Regions from separate parts of the Zea mays genome. Here region 2 is linked to region 1. Evidence: chromatin contacts called from public Hi-C data. All regions are on one chromosome and are shown on one strand. Each heading gives the region's core, a stretch centred on a gene start, on an enhancer-like site or on the middle of the called end of the contact. The rest is flanking DNA. Distances are from core to core; before and after follow the strand shown.

The links. Hi-C and Micro-C count contacts between places; a contact is called where the count stands out from the background.
Region 2: a Hi-C map of leaf shows a contact between it and region 1, with 4 times the contacts expected there. The contact joins the promoter of LOC100216781 here to the promoter of LOC103641899 in region 1. A contact is called at or near these places in 11 of 25 Hi-C or Micro-C datasets (bundle sheath, ear, leaf and 3 more).

The regions. Positions count from the first base shown.
Region 1 is chr10:136,472,318-136,476,978 of Zm-B73-REFERENCE-NAM-5.0, forward strand. It overlaps LOC103641899 (eukaryotic translation initiation factor 4G), which reads left to right and starts at 1,712. Exons shown (of 11, transcript XM_008665204.4): 1 at 1,712-1,948; 2 at 2,283-2,463; 3 at 2,550-2,686; 4 at 3,028-3,153; 5 at 3,287-3,351; 6 at 3,431-3,490; 7 at 3,932-4,123; 8 at 4,202-4,661. The coding sequence starts at 2,306.
Region 2 is chr10:136,625,949-136,630,945 of Zm-B73-REFERENCE-NAM-5.0, forward strand. LOC100216781 reads left to right here and starts at 2,982. Exons shown (of 13, transcript NM_001359499.1): 1 at 2,982-3,106; 2 at 3,192-3,540; 3 at 3,962-4,491; 4 at 4,572-4,661; 5 at 4,739-4,978. The coding sequence starts at 3,228.

The sequences.
Region 1 (4,661 bases), core at 462-2,961:
CAATCCATATAGAGTGGAGTTTGGATTTTGGCTTAGCCTGTGAACTCCAAGAAGAAACAGAATTTTTTGCTCCAGACAGTTTCATTTTCAATTCAGGAAAATTGATCATTTCATCAAGCCTCTCTTGAGAAGGAAATTGCATCAGGAAACCAGAGTGACACTTGGTGGCTTTCCAAGTACGGCCCCAGGGGAAATGAAATCCAAAATCCTTCTCAAGATCCTCAGCCGAAATCAAGCCCTCAACCACTTTAACCAAACCAATGAAACTGCGCTTAGGTTTTTTTGACATAGGTTTGGAAAAGTGAGACGAGTAAAACCCTAACCCATCCGCCACCATCCCAACAATAGGCATACATGGCTTGTTTTGTTTGGGGAGAACGCACCTCGCTGTGTTGTGAGTTTCCTTGCGACAGATCTCGCACCATAAAGATTTGAAACAGTCCCTAGCATGATGCCCATCCGTACCGCATTTTTGGCAGAAAAAACGATGCACCAGTTCATTCTCTTTTTTCAGAATAGGGGGAGGGGGGTTTTAAGGATACCTGACCGACCGCCATCACCGGAAGAAGAGGTAAGGATGTCACCCTTGTTCTCGGGTTTTCCAGAACCCGGCTTCAGGCGCCAGCTAAGACTCCGATTCTTTCCCCAAGACTGCGAACCCTGAGGGGCGTCTTTTGGACCCCATCGGTCCCAGTTAGGGTTACAATTCTTCGGATCCATTCGACGCGAAGCAGAAGAGCGACCCGGGAGGGACCACTCCTCGTCAACTTCAGGCGGATGAAACAGAGAAGAAAACCAACCACCGATGAAGCTAGAACGCGTCGAGAACGGGAGAGACCAGAGACGAGAGAGACGCGACGCGAAATGGGGAAATGAATGAGAACCAACAAAATCGGGCGAAAACCCTAGACGCTCACCAGGAGAAAACCCTCCACCACTCGCCGACTCGACTTGCGCGTCGCACTGGGCCTCGTTCGAAGGCGACCTCCCAGAAGACCGATCTGTGCGGGGGGGGGGGGGGGGGGGGAGAACAAAGGAAGCGGCCCATGGACCACGGGCGCAGCAACGCGGGCCGATGATGAACAGGAAGAAGACGCTTCTGGAGCCAGCCATCATCCTTTTTTTTCTCCTCATCCTTTTCCCCCACCCCTTTCCCCCTAACTTATAGTCTAGTTAACTATTCCCTTCGGTGTTCTATTATTTATCGTTTTGGACAAGATTTGAGTCAAACTTATACAATTTTGACTACACAATTGTTTTGTTATTTAGTTTTGAAACCTAATATTTATATGCATCGATTTGTCTTAAAAAATATTTTATATAAGTATAAATGCATTAAGAGTTTATTTATATTTTAACAAAAAAATTATTCAAACCTATATTTTAGAGATCGTGTCATTGTCCTAAACGACAAATAACATGATACCGGATGGAGTATTAGTTACACCCTCAACTATCCATTAGTTATTATCTAGTTCAACTCAGCTAAAATTAGCTAATAGTTAGTCTGTTATTTATTAAATAGCTAATTCTACTATCGACTTTTTAGCCAACTAACTATTAATTCTAACTCAGTGCATTCAAACCGTACCTTTCACTCATATAGTCGTATCCGATGTAGTGGTAGCACCTTACTAACAGTAGAAGCTGATAGCATCTTCCGGAGCGGTTTGCGCTTAAACCCTCAACCACTAATCTCCCATTGCTAATCCTGGCACCGGTGGTTAATCACCGCCCAGACCTTCACACGCGTCCCGGCCTTCCACTTGTCTCGCCTCCCCACCCACCAACACCTTTAGTTCCCTCCAAATTTCCCCCGGCCTTCTCGCCCTCGTCGCCCTGCCTCTCAAATTCGCTCTGCGACCCATTCCATTCCGCCTTCGCCGCACCGGCACTAAACCTAAAACCCGACCGTGTTTCCTGTCGCTGCTTGTCGTCGCCTGATCATGTACGACTCTCTGGGGTTTTTTTTCCCCGCTCGTTGGGCTCCATATTTCCTGCAATTTGGTTAATCTTAGTCGCATTCTAAAAATAAATTCATGGCGCCGATCCTTTCACCGCAAGGATTTTTTTTCGTTTTTTCTTTTCCTCAATATATTTTAAATTTTTTTGGTGGTGGCTTCGCTGCAATGTATTTAGAGAGAAATCTCAAAGTAGTATTAAGCGAGATTTTCCATGCACTTTTCAATCTTCTGTATGGTTATAGCTTAACGCCTTAAACCAATTGTTGATCCGAACCCATTGTGGGTACGAGCTTCAAACTTTTTTTCCCGGTGTCGCAGAGATCGAATTGAAGCGGGGATATATGTACAGGAACCAGTTTAGGTCGGATCGATTGAACGACCACGCCACCACTGCGCGGAGGCCCGGCCGCGGGAGCGGCAGTAGCTCGCATTGGGTCGTCTCCGGCGGCCGTGGAAGCACCGCTCCGGCTACGCGGCTGCGATCGCCGCCCTACCGGAGGTGAGACACGTGTTATTGTTTATTCATCGTGTCGGCGTGTATAACTGTATATTGATTGTTATGATGTTTATTGCATCTATTTGCAGCGGGAGGCCCGGGAGCGTGCAGCAGCAGTACAGGCCGAGATCGCCGGCGAGTGTCCCGATCCAGGGGAATGCCATTGGCTGCGCTCCTCCTTGTGGGAGTGGTGCCTCTGCTGAGCACACGGGACCAGTGAACCAAGGTGCAAATGCCTGTAGTATGTGAACTTTCGGAACCATCACTTTCTCTGATCGTACATGCATACTTGAGTGATTGACGTGCACATAAGAATGTGTGGATGTAGACCATGCCATTTTGTAGTGGTGCTACATGGAACTCTACTGTTTTTTTTTCTATATAACCCTTTCGCATGGCATCTTTGCCTTTATGGTAAGTTTCTAGCAAATATTGATGAGATCAGAATGTTTAGAAACCGATTTCATTGCTTTCCTGTTACCACTTTAGCTAGTATATATCACATCATAAACCACCTTGCTAAAGCTTTCTTCTTAGAGAAACTGTCTGATGATCTCTCTTTCGTAGAGACTTTCGGATCACTGGATAATGTGAAACCTTCCAATTTTCCTGCTCAGAGTGATGGTTTGAGTTGTGTCTCTGCTGAAGAAACCTGGCCAGCAGATTCCCCAACCCCAACACTACAGACAAAAGGTTATTCTGCTTGGCAAGAATTTTGAGCTTAACATGATAAGTAGCAACAAGTCCTGTAGTTATATTTTAAATTGATTGTCATTTTAATATCGGATAAGATTACCTTATGAATTCTGATGATGTTGGCCACCAGGATATTCATCCCCTTCATTTACTCTTCAGTTTGGAACTTTTAACTCAGGAGTTATTAACAAACAGGCATGGGATCCTTGTTCAACTATTTTTCTGTTGGCTTTTCGGTTTGCTACCCGCTAATGCCATGCTGATATTTTTGCAGGAAACTACTTCCTGCACATCCTCAGCCCCTCCTGATCTGAATGGGAGCAAACATGAAAAGGTCTACTCAATTCTCATGATTTATTTCACTGTTATTTCAGACACCTTTTTTGTTGAAAATATTGACCCATCCTTTTCGCTCATGCTGTTGGATCATTTCCTTGATTTTGAATATCTTTTCAGTGCTTAGACACGTGAACTCTCTAATCAACTAAACCAGTATGCTTGGATGTGCAAAATTTGAGCTAGAATTATTTCATAAAATAGAAATGATAAAATTCCATGCTTCTACACATCATACCATACAAACTTGTCAAATGATGGGTGACTCTCTTCTGCACACCATAATGTATATGCCTGTATCCTAATGTAAATCATAATACATTTTTTGTGGAGCCATTTAGTAATATGACTCATCTTAATTTTGATTATCATGCTTCTCTTGTTTGCATCAAATTTGTGCTTCTATTTTGCGCTTACCTATATATACGTGAAATTTCAGGCCTGCCATGGATTACATTATTGCAAGCCCAATACAGCTTCCTCACCTCCTATACAAGAGCTGCAAAAGCAGGAAGCAAGAGATGATTTAGTTATTGGTGGAGAAGCAGACTTAATTGGTAAATATGAGGTTCATGTTCCTGAATTGCATGAAACACACACAATGCTGAATTCTGTTTCTCCATCTAGCAAAGTTAGTACCTCAGCCAAACTCGCTCGGTTGCTTTACAACCTTTTATAACTTAATTAATTTATATTAAATGGTCTACAGGTGTGCACAGATTCACGCAAGGTGTTGCTCAGAACTATGTCTTCCCCAACTCAACAAAAGTGTGAAAATCAAGAAGAAACAAAAAACACTATCAGTGTTAACCAGACTGACACCGCATACAAATATCCTACAACCAAGCCCAAGATCAGTGTTCAAATTCCAGCTTCCTATACTCCCAACATGGCACCACCCCAATTTATGCTTCCAGTACCAGGGAGATCAATGCCTGTGGCATTTCAACAGAAACAACCTCAAGTGCCCATTGAATTCAGGGGCCCAGGTTTTCAAATGCACTCTATTGGCTCTGTATCTAGTTCCTTGCCCGTGAAGATGGCTGTCCCTCTGGGTAATGCACCTCACATACAACCGATGTTTGTTCATGGTGCTCAGCCTCATGCATTCCATCAGCAATCCTTTATTCACCATGGACAAGGCTTTGGATGTGCTCCTCCATCTAATT
Region 2 (4,997 bases), core at 1,732-4,231, 150 kb after region 1:
ATTCACCTCCTCTAGGTGCTCTCAATTACACAAAGGATCGGGGCTACTGTCGGGTATCTAGGAACTGGGTGCCCGAGGAAGGCCCAAAAGGCCTCCCAACCGACCAGCCCGCCTGCCGAGCGACTCGGCGAAGCAGCCCAAAAAGGCCTCCCGAAGACGACAGATCAACCCGCTCGCCAAGCAAATCGGCGAGGCAGAGTTGCCAACCAACCCACCTACCGAGCAAGTCGGCAAGGCGGAGTTGCCGACCAACCCGCCCGCCGAGCAAGTCGGCAAGTCGGAATCGCCGACCAACCCGCTTGTCGAGCAACACGCCGAGGCGGAGTTGTCGGCCATCCGACTGTTGAGCAACTTGGTGAAATGGAGTTGCCAACCAACCCTCTGGCAATAAGACCCACAAGGCAGGGGGACTAACCCAGTACCACTGAGCAACGTCAGCGCAACAAGACAGATCACCACCAAACCACGCCCGGGTCATGGGAACTGTGCCGAAGGGACCTCTATCAAACACGACCCCCAATACGTTCTCAGATGTGCCCCACTGACCGGTGGGACCGGTCAACCCCCGTCGCAGGGACCTCAGCATCAGAGCCTCTATAGTGACCGAAATACTAGAAAGAATAGGATAGTACGCCATACCGGATGTATGCCTATGTATTCTTAAGGATGACACGAAAGGGATGTCAGAATATCAAGTTGTACTGAAGACGGTCCTGAACCCCACCACAAGTCCGCTCTATGGGACCCACCAAGCACCACCAGTTTTCATCAGAATGGCAACATGAGCCCATATGGCGATAGGACAATACCGAACGCATAACAAAAGTACGACAACGCTCGACCCATGTGGATGATATCAGAGGAGCTACGCCAAAGCAGCCAACTGAAATCCTCCATAGATAGATGCTGGTTCTCATTGTAAAATCTACCCTTGAGCTATAAAAGGGCAAGACAACCCCCATATTCTAAACACAAGCACTCAACTGTAACACGCTCCAAGCAATACTATGATCAGCACTATACTGGACTAGGGCGCAAGCCTGAACCCGTATAGCCCCTTCCTCAGATCCACCTTCGAGCCCCTCGTGGCTCATCATTCGTAGTGAGTCCACACTAGCACCCCTGCCGAACACAGATCTTATTGTCCCCGGGTTTCCGAAAACACGACATATGGAGAAGAGGTGAGCTCCCCACACTCAGTCAATTGATTTACATGCTAATTATGTTTGTCCAAGTCATAGGGAAGCCTTCAAAGAAAGCCAAAAATGTTTGGAGGAGATAGGCTCAAAAGAGCCAAGCTTGGTCTGGTTTGGGTTGCACCAGACCGGTCCGGTGGTGCACTGGACCGGATCCGTGTGATTAGGCCATTCTGTTGCGGTCTCGAGAACTTTATTATAAAATTCACTGGATCTTGAACAGTACCGGTCTGGGGTGCACCGGATCGCTTCTCCAACAGCTACTTCAGACTTCGCCTGACGATCAACGGCTACCTGACGTCATTGGACAGTCTGGTGGTGCACGGACCTGGTCTGGTGCCACCTAGCTATGGAAAAAGCGTCAATCAAATCCTGAACTGGGGGGGGGGGGGGCACACAAATCCAGTCCGGTGCGCTCGCAGACAACCCAGATATGTTGTTTTCTAAGTTAGGAGGCAACGTCTCCAAGGACCTATTGTCCTATATAAAGGACCCTAGGCGCCTCCATTCAGTACCCAAGTACTCCAAGTGCACAACAACACTCCGACACTCTGCAACAAAGTGTTCTAATGATTAAGTGAGATCCGAGTGACATTTCTGAGCTGTTCTTGCGTCTTTGTGACATTGTGCACTTATGTTTTTTTCTTGCATGTGTTGCTGCAATTTGCTCTTGCGTGTATACTTTCTCTCTATACCTTGCTCTAAGTTGTAACTTTGATCTTCTGTAAGGCTGTAAGAGACTCCAACTTGTGGAGATTCCTTGCAAACAGGAACACACTTGATATAAGAAAGAATTGTGGCACTCAAGTTTAATCTACATGATCACTTAAGAAGGGTTGAGTGCAACCCTTGTCCAAAGGAGGACACCACAACGTGGATGTAGGCTTTGTCGAACCACGTGATAAGAATCACTTGTCTTTTACTTTCTTGCGATTTACTTTCTTTCTAAGTTCTCTCTATTCACTTATGATATTCCTCTTGGTATAGTTCATATCTTAGAAGAGCAATCAAGCGAAGGGAACTTTTCTCTCTTCTTCCTGTCTGAAACTTGGTTTTAGTACGCACTGACTTCTTTTTAGACCAAGTTTATGTTATGTTAAATTAATTTTGCAGGATCACATATTCACCTCTCTAGGTGCTTTCATAGGCGCCAGGTCCTCGCGTTGTTCGATCAATGTGGGACGACACTCAACTACTGCAGGCCCACCTGTCAGCGACTAGAGAGGGGTACCGATTCTGGTGTAACATGAAACATGTACTTGCAGTCCTCTAATTACCCCGTTGTTCAATGCATATCAGGAATATATTTGATAACCAAAATTATAAGAGTACTTAGGTCCACCAACTACATATGTATCTATAGTTGATAGCCGGACGAGACACGCTTGACAAGACAATTTGCGCTTCTAGCTTACGGTATTATCGTGCCACCCGACATTCTGCTTCTGAGTGTTTGGTCCTACAGATTTCCGTCCTAACAGTGTCGCACGTGCAGTTCAGCTAGCAAGACAACAATATATGAAAATAAAAATTTGTAGAAAAATAAAATAATAAGTATTTTAAACAAAAACCCGAATATTTTAGTGAGGGAGTATAGGCAAACCCTTCTATAATACGCAAAACAATATTGTCATAAAAATTAGGGAAAAGACCAGAACGCCCCGTATCCCGTGGGAAGCGGTCAATGCGAGAACGTGACAATCTGTTAGCAAATCCGTAATTAATCCTAATTCCGGGCCCGATTTGATAAGACCGCGATTCGCCCCGCGGAAAAAATACCTAGGCCATGTCAGGTCGCTAGGTCTCCGTGTCAGGTCACTGCAATCCGAAGGCCGCACCTTTCGCCTCCGGGCTCCGGCGCTAGGGTTTCGCCTACATCCCAATTCGATCCGCGAGCTTACCACGACCAGGTACGCCCCCACGATTCCATCACCGGCTCCCAGGTTCGGTCTCTGGTTCCGCTGAATCTCTGTTTTTTTCCTTGGTGATGTCCAGGTGATTTCTTCCCCTTTTATTGCGGTGACGTGGGAGATGCCGCCGAAGTCTAAGAGGGGTGGCGCTGCCGCCGCGAGGAAGGCGCCGGGGACGAGGAGCCGGATGGGGAGGGCGCAGGCTGCTGCGGCGGAGGCGCCGGTTGTGGAGGCGCCGGCTGCTGCGGTGGAGGCGCCGGTTGTGGAGGCGCCGGCTGCTGCGGCGGAGGTGCCGGCTGTGGAGGCGCCGGCCGAGGAGGCCCCGAAGGTGGCGGAGGAGCTGAAGCAGCAGCCCTCGCCTCTGCTGCCGCAACAGCCGGTGGTGGAGGAGAAAGGCTCCGATGGCGCAGCCAACAGTGTCAACCGCGGCGAAGGTATTGTTTCTGCTCCTATTTCGTGTATGTGTCGTGGTCGTGGACTTCTGTTGTGATCTATCCTGCGGCCTCAGAGATTTATATTTTTAGTTGTAGCATGGCAGTTGTATTATGGTTCAATAATCCCTATTATACTTGGTGGAGCATGAACATATATTTTGACCATTCTATTGATGACACGCCCAGGATATTTATTTGGATGCCTGTGGCTATTTGACATTCTGTTTTGACAATAACTACTATAGGCTTTCCCGGTAAAAAAAAACTACTATAGGTTCTACCTAGCTTGAAATAGAACAAAGAAGATTATATGTTTATTGTAATTATGGCTGATGAGCTCTGCTCTATATGGGTCTTATATCATTCACTGTTTTATCCTAAAGTAAGCTTATGGAAGAGTGTCTTGTGCCCAAATTTTTAGATGATGGAGTTGCAAAAGAAATATATGAAGAAGAGGACAAAGGTGAACGGCTTGAGTTTGAGGATGAACCAGAATATGAAGAGGAGGCTGCTGTAGACTATGATGAGAAAGATTTGGAGCAGTATGAAGAACAATACGAGGATGGTGATGAAGAGGTGGAGTATACTGAAGATGTGGTTGAAGTGGAGACTGATATTGTGGGTGAGGAACTTGATGAAGGTGGTGTTGATGGGGAGGGGGAGGGATACGAAAATGATGATGAAGAACATCATGTGGATGTGGATGATGCAGAGCAGGATGAAATGGTTAAAGAGCACCGCAAGCGGAAAGAGTTTGAAGTTTTTGTTGGTGGTCTGGATAAAGATGCAACAGAAAATGACCTTAAGAAGGTTTTTGGTGAAGTTGGTGAGATCACTGAAGTTCGTCTGATGATGAACCCTGCCACAAAGAAGAATAAAGGCTTTGCCTTCCTGCGATATGCAACTGTAGAGCAAGCAAGGCGTGCTGTTTCAGAGCTAAAGAATCCACTGGTTGGTTTTAAGATTGACTATTTTATTTTTCTGTTATATCCTTTTCTCATGTGACTTACATATTTTATTTAATACTCCAGGTGCGGGGTAAACAATGTGGTGTTGCTCCAAGTCATGACAATGATACACTCTTTGTCGGCAATATCTGCAAAACATGGACAAAAGAACATGTATGACACTTGCGATTTGTTTTCATGATTTTCATTTGCTTCTTTGCTGAAGAAATAACTTGTTTTGGCTTTTGCAGTTGAAGGATAAACTGAAGAGTTATGGAGTTGAAAGTTTTGACGACTTACTACTGGTTGAGGATACAAACAATCCTGGGATGAATCGTGGCTATGCCTTGCTTGAGTTTTCTACTCGACCTGAGGCAATGGATGCTTTCAGGATATTGCAGAAGAGGGATGTAGTCTTTGGAGTTGATCGTAGTGCAAAGGTTTCCTTTGCTGATTCCTACCCTCAAGTTGATGACGAAATAATGGCACAGGTGACTACTTATTTTGTAC